2 separate regions of the Cricetulus griseus genome follow, and region 2 is linked to region 1. A link is a contact called in public Hi-C data. All regions are on one chromosome and are shown on one strand. Each heading gives the region's core, a stretch centred on a gene start, on an enhancer-like site or on the middle of the called end of the contact. The rest is flanking DNA. Distances are from core to core; before and after follow the strand shown. Region 1 has its middle 68 kb from the start of Bbx. Region 2 holds the start of Bbx (HMG box transcription factor BBX).

What was found. A called contact is a pair of places that touch in the nucleus more often than the background predicts.
Region 2: a Hi-C map of the CHO-K1 cell line shows a contact between it and region 1, with 2.6 times the contacts expected there. The contact joins the promoter of Bbx here to the enhancer-like site in region 1. A contact is called at or near these places in 3 of 8 Hi-C or Micro-C datasets (the CHO-K1 cell line and fibroblasts).

Annotation. Positions count from the first base shown.
Region 1 is chr4:40,707,123-40,710,821 of CriGri-PICRH-1.0, reverse strand. No RefSeq gene overlaps it. Among named protein-coding and RNA genes, the nearest start is that of Bbx, 68 kb to the left of the region's middle. Within about 2 kb of position 1,276, at least 3 of the 6 cell types and tissues checked have open chromatin away from gene starts, as enhancers often do. A contact at or near this core is called in the CHO-K1 cell line and fibroblasts, where this site is marked.
Region 2 is chr4:40,775,756-40,779,042 of CriGri-PICRH-1.0, reverse strand. It overlaps Bbx (HMG box transcription factor BBX), which reads right to left and starts at 1,871. Exons shown (of 16, transcript XM_035444515.1): 1 at 1,734-1,871.

The DNA of each region.
Region 1 (3,699 bases), core at 27-2,526:
ACCATCAAGCTACAGCCTTCCCTCCACCCCTCACCACCACTCCTTGTCCCTTACTTCTTCTTTTAATAGTTGAAAGGCAAATATAAGGAACTAGAAATTCAACCTAGGAGAGCAGCTCAGACCACAGCTCCTTTTCTCATACTGTAGCCGGGAGATGAGGCAGTGATACAAAGGTGGAGAGAATGACTTCTTTAATCAATGTCAAGGCTCATTACTTTGCAGCTAGCCTAGAAAATTGCTGGAACCTTCTTCAGGATTAGACGGGTATTGCTGCCCTTGCTTTTCTAGAAGCCTGTGGAAATGAAGGATCCTTTTGACAGAAGGTGGGGTTGTTGCTAGAAGAATGGCAGCGGCTGCCGAGAAGCAATCTTCATGCCCTCTGTGGAGTAGAGAAAACAGCTGGGCAGATTATATTTTCATCAACTATGTCTTTGCCTAGTGCACAGGTGGACACGTAAATTATATGATAAATCACAGGCATTCCAGCATACCCATCAAACCCTGTCAGTGATGTCTCCTGAAGCCTTGGGAATCAGAAGTTCATTGAGTGCATTAGTCACAATTACACCAGTTATGTGAGTGTGTGTATGGCATATATACTTGTTTCAGTGTATTTACATGTGTGCACGCGTGCGTGCGTGCGTGCGTGCGTGTGTGTGTGTGTGTGTGTGTGTGTGTGTGTGTGTGTGTGTGTGTGTGTGCACAAATGGAGAAACTGACAATGAGTGTGTTTATCACTTTCTATGTCATTTTTTGAGATGGGGTCTCTCACTGAACATGGAGTTCATCAATTCATAGTCTGTCTACCCAGTGAAACTCAGGGATCTGTCTGACTCCAGCCACTCTCCGGTTCTGGGGTTACAAATGCGTATCACCTTGTTTGGCTCCTTTTTCTTTCCTGCCGAGGGTCCATGCACAGGTCCCCATGCTCTAAGGCAGGAACTTTCCTGACTGAGCCATCTCCCCAGTCCATTGCTTTTCTTTTTTTTTTTAATGTTTCACCTACTGTGAAAAAGGAATCATTAAAACAGGGAGAAGCAATATTAACAATAAGCTTCATGTTACATGTTCAATTTTTTGCCTCTGTTGAGGCTCTCGCTTAACTTTTGGGAGCACAAACCTCCTCATTTATGAACAAGAACTAATGCTAGATAGTCCCAGTGTCTCTTCTAGGGCAAAACTGAAAGTGAGCTTTCTAGAGTAAAAGGTAGTAGTGTTTTGATTTCTTATGATTATAAGGATTTGATTCATCAGTATTCAAGTGGTCCTGTGTCATCCATGATGACTCAGTGGCAACGTTCAGCACATTATTCAAGCCTTTTCTATGACTCATGCTATGTGTAACTGCAAAGTGAAGTCTTTGCTCTTTCCTGAAAAACCAAAAAGAACCCTTTTTTAAAAAAAATATAAAACAGGGCAGACATTTGGGAACTTTTAAGAAAGAGATCTGGTTAATCATATAAATGGTTGTTAAGGCTTTTAAAAGTTATTTAAAAGCTTGTCAATAACATAATGCCAAGAACCTATGTCCCCATGTGCCCCCCCCCAACACAACACAACACAAGTACCAGTAGGATAAAGATTTCACTATGCCTGCCCTGGAAGTTCTGGCACGGAAGTGCATAAAGGGAGCGTCAGGTAAAGGGGTGTCTGGTTTGCCTCGTTTGAAGCTGGTTTGTTTGACGTACACGTTAGTATACGCTGAGCTATTTGAGTCTGTTCTGCTATTATAAAATACCACAAACTGGCTAATTTAAAAAGAAAAATGGAATTTCGCACAGTTCTGGAGGCTAAGAAGTCCAAGATCAAGGAGACTGAAGGTTTGTCTGTGGAGGGCTGCTCTCTGCTTTTTAGATGGTATCTTACTAACACATACAGAACCCAAAGGAGCGAGAGTCCTCAGGCTGCAAAGAGCAAGCAAATTGAAGGTTGTGTGAAGCCTCTTCCACAAGGGTGTTAATCTCATTCAGAAAGATGTCCTTAAGACCAAATCACTTCTTAAAGACCCCATCTTTTAATATTGCCACACAGAAAACACTTGATGCTTTGGGAATTTAAATACATATGCATATCCTTAAGTATAACAAGAATGATTTTCTTCTACAGATTTCACAGTAAATCTTTTATTTCTTTGCTGTGTTTTGTTCTTCTCTTGCCTCATCCTCCTGAGGGCTGGGCTTATAGGCAAGTACCATCACCCTAGGCAGCACAGTTATTTTTTCTTCTGTTTGTTTATCTATGAAACAAACTTGAACAGATAAGGTTCTATTAGTCTTAGATATACCACAGAGCCTTCTCTACTCACCAGGCTAATTCCCTTTTCTCTCTGGCCAGTTTTTGAAGAATATCAGGATATAGTTTGTGCAGGGGGTGGAGTAATAGGCCGTGCTATTCCTGGTCACAGTGTCAGGTATAAAGAGATATACAATGACAAACCAACTCAGATTTCTTTCCATTTATTTTCTTCATGGATAAGTCCTTTTGATGGAATTTCAAGGAGTCAGGGTATATTATTGTCAATCTACAATAATCATTCACCTATCTTGCTCTTTTAAAAAATAAAAAATTTGATGTATATGTATGTGTGAATGCTTGTGTGAGTTCATGTGTACCACATGTGTATAGGTACCTGAGGAGGCCAGAGGAGGCCATTGGATCCCCTAGATTAGGAAGAACAGGAAGTATAGTTGGTTGTAAGACACTGATGTGGGTGCTGGGAATTGAACTCTGGTCCTCTGAAAAAGCAGTAAATTTTCTTAATGAATGAACAATCTCTGTAGACCTGGTTATATTTTTATTGTTGTTATAGAGTCAAAAGTCATGGGTGTGGTGCCACATGTTTTTAATCATGGCATTTGTGAGGCAAAGGCAGATAAATCTCTGTGAGTTCCAGCCAAGCCTTGACTACATAGTGAGATCCCATGTCAAAAATAAACAAACTAAAGTCATGACTATGTTTTAAAACTTTTTTGTTTGTTTGTTTTGTTTTGAAACAGGGTTTCTCAAGCCGGGCGTTGGTGGCGCACGCCTTTAATCCCAGCACTCAAGAGGCAGGCAGATCTCTGTGAGTTCAAGACCAGCCTGGTCTCCAGGGCGAGTGCCAGAATGGGCTCCAAAGCTACACAGAGAAACCCTGTCTGGAAAAAAAGAGACAGGGTTTCTCTGTATAGCTCTGGCTGTCCTGGAACTCCCTCTGTAAACCAGTTTAGCCTCGAACTCATAGAGATTCACCTGTCTTTGCCTCCTAAGTACTGGAATTAAAGTTGTGCACCACCAGGCCCTAGCTTTAACCATACTTTTAACAATATTAATCACAAACATTTCTTACCTTAGAGCATGACTCCAATCATTCAACGTGTTGAGGTTTCATCACTTAAGCAAGCAGAACTCTATTGTTAGAAATTTAGGATTTTCCATGTTTTTTATAATAGGATTGAAGTATATCTGGTGAATGATAACAGTTCATAGAAAAAAAAATGAAGGCAGCCTTTTGAAATTAAGATTGTAGTCTCTTCCAGCACTCAGGAGGCAGGGGTAGGTGGATCTCTGAGTTTGAGACCAGCCAGGTCTACAGAGCAAGTTCCAGGATAGCCAGTGCTACAGGAAGAAACCCTGTGTTTTCTGTTTGTTTGTTTGTTTGTTTGTTTGTTTTGTTTTGTTTTTTCTTTTTTGTTTTTTTAAAGTCTCAAAATGGTCAAC
Region 2 (3,287 bases), core at 622-3,121, 68 kb before region 1:
ACACACTGGGAAGGAAGGGCAATGCACGCTTTATTTTCCTTTCTACAGAAAGGAAAGCAAAAAATAGCTTGTCTCTGTGTCTCTCCCTCTCCCCCCCCCTCTGTCGTACATGTTGTGTCTTAGCTTTTTGCATCGTTTCGTTTTACCTTCCTCATTTAGCAGAAATGATCGCGGGTATTTCACACATAAACGTGTTCCAGATTCCTGGATTCAGGGTCCTTGTAAATTACAGGACTCGGGTTCGGTCTCAGTTACGTTAAGTTTCATGCGATATCCCCCAAATAAATAAAATAATAATAATAATAATACATTTCTGAGGGTGAGTGAGCGAGACGAGGTGGAAGAGGAAAAGAAGCCTCCAGTCTGATTTCTGTAATTTACTAGCGACCCGGATCGCAGCAAATAACAGTGTAACACGAGCGTGGCTTTAGAGGGTTGGGGAGCTCTTTCTGGAGGCATCGACCCCATCCCCGGATAAAGGATCTGCAAGTTTTCTGTCATCGCGACCATGCAATGCCATAACTTACCTTCAGAATGAGTCTTTAAACAACCAAGCAGCCAAGGCCTTCCTCCTCCCCTCCACCGCCACCACCCCCAGCCTCGCTCTCTCCACCTTAAACTTATTGACACAACATAATCCCACATTCAAGCAAAATCCTGACACAGCCTCCCTCCTCCTCTCCCCCCTCCTCTCTTCCCTCCCGTTTCTCTCTCTCTCTCTCTCTCTCTCTCTCTCTCTCTCTCTCTCTCTCTCTCTCTCTCTCTCTCTCTCTCTCTCTCTCTCTCTCTCTCTCTCTCTCTCTCTCTCTCTCCTCTCTCTCTCTCTCTGCCCTCCCTCTCCTTCTCCCTCTCTCGCCCTTCTTCGCCCTCTTCCCCTCTCCCCTGTTCTTCCTCCAGGCTACTCTGGCACTAGAACAGCACTTTCTCCACTCGCCGCGCATTTGGCTGGGGGGGTGGGGGTGGGGGGATGAGGGGGGACACCGATCTCGGGGCCGGAACACCCCAATCCTAACTCTCCAGATGAACGAGCAACCGGGCTGCTGGTTCCCGGTCACCGACGCACACACGAAAACCGAGCCCAGACCCACCGAGGGCAGCCTTCCCGTACCTTCCTCCCCTGCCCCGGGGCTCCCCCAAGGCCCCACCTCCCCCCCGGCAGCCGAGCCCTGCCCGGGGCTCCTCCACGTACTTTCGCCTCCTTGAAGTTTGGGGCTCTCCGGGCGGCCACGAGCCGCCCCGCCGGCGTTGAGGACCGCTCCGTTGTTGTTTTCCTCAGGCGCCTCAAGCCCGCGCCCCAGCTCCGTGCCCCCTCAGGCGGCGCTGCCCGGGCGCCGAGAGGTGCTCGCCTGCAAACGCAGCCTGGCACCGGCTGGCCTACTCCTCCCCAGCCCGGCCCCCAGCTCGCGCTCGCCGGGCAGCGCCGCGCGCCCCCCCGGCCCGGGCCCGCCGCCGGCGCGGCGGCCGCGACCCTCGGCCCGACCTCTCGCCACCCAAAGTTTTGGCTGAGGGGAAAGTGGCCCGCGAGGCGCCGGCCGGTGGCGGCTCGGGCTCCGGACGCGCGGGCTCCCCTCGCCTTCCTCAAGTCCACCCTACCGGCTGCCGCCGCCGTCGCCGCCGCCGCCGCCGCTCCTGCCGCGGAGTCCTCGGGCTGCAGCCCCGGCGGCTCGCAAGTGAGTAGGAAAACAGAAAGTGCGGGAGAGCGCCCGCGAAGGCTGCGGATGGCGGGCGCCTACCTCGCGGGCTCGCCGCGGCGCGAGGGCGTGTGTGTGGCTCGCCCTCAGTGGCCAGTCAGGGGCTCTCTATGGGAAAGTGGAGAGGAGCTCGCGGAGCCGCGCTGCCTCCGCTCCACTGTACACTGCTCCACATACAGTACATGCAACCCGGAGAGACTGAAAACACTCATTTTATATAAGGCAGCCTGCCATTGGCCCGCGCCGTGACGGACGGGCGGCTCAGCCAAACAGGAGGCGCGTTACACCCAAACACACGCACACATACACACATTTCACAGAGACACACAAAGATCATCACATTTTCTATTTTCTAATGTTCGGGACCTGTAGACAGTGGGCGAGGACAGGTAGAGAGGCCCAGCAGAGTGAGGGTCGCGGGGGAAAGCCCTCTCTGTACCAAGTTGCCTGCCTTGGAACTGGTGTCCTTTTGACTTGGGAGGGTTATGGTAATAAACTACAACTCCACTGGATATGGAAGTGAGGGGGGGTGGGTTTGATCGCTGCCTTGTGGTGCCCCATGAAAGAGGCGAGCATTGTGTTATGATTTTACATCCCGGCCTGCTAACAAGTGGCCGAGAGACGCTTTTATCGGCTTAGATTTCTTTTGTCAATGGGTTAGCCATCACATAGGCCAAAATAGTGCAAGATAAGTTTATCAAGACTAGAATGCATCGAGATTGTTAATGCCTCATTCGTAGACAAATTCAGAGGGGGGAAAAAAAAAACAATACAACACACAGGAATAAAGATATACCTTTTGCTAAAACAGCCGAATGTGCACTTAAAAGTCGGGAGGCAATCACCTGTGTGGGCACGCAAGATGTGCTGAAAGGTAAAACCTCGTGGAAAAAAAAATGACTATTAACAGTTTGCCTTAGAAATAGGCCTTTTGGTTCAATATAGCATATATATATATATATATATATATATATATATATATATATATATATATCTCCCCTTTATATATTGCCCACTGTATGTGACTGCTGTATGTTTGGTGACGTCTAGAGATGGTGAATGTGACACGTAGTCTTCTTTTTTCTTTTTTATGTGTATTAGTGTTTTTGTCATGGATGTCGGGTCCCCTGGAACTGGAGTTACAGACCGAGTTGTAAGCTGACTTGTGGGTGTTGGGAATTGAACGCTGGTCTTCTGGAAGAGCAGTCGGTGTTCTCAAGCCCTGTAATACCTAACTTTGATGATATTTTTTCTTTGCTACATCTTTGGCAGATCATGTTTAACAGTTTGATATAAACAAGCCAAAGGTTACTGAGAAAAAGTCAAACCTAGGAATTAGAATAAAATTCACACTCAAGTTCTTGACTAGTTAAGCAATAAGTAAATGAGGTTTTTTAGTCTCTTTCATTCTTAGATTTGATTTTAGTTTTTATTTGAAGATTAAAATAAGCTTTTCCGAGATTGCCTTCATTAAATGGTTATTCAGCATCTACAACTCATTGGCACTATTCTAGGACCCAGATGTTTTCCTGGGGTTCCTTCTGACCAAGATCCAAATTTTTCAAGAATCTTAAGTATCAACAGTTTTGAAGATTA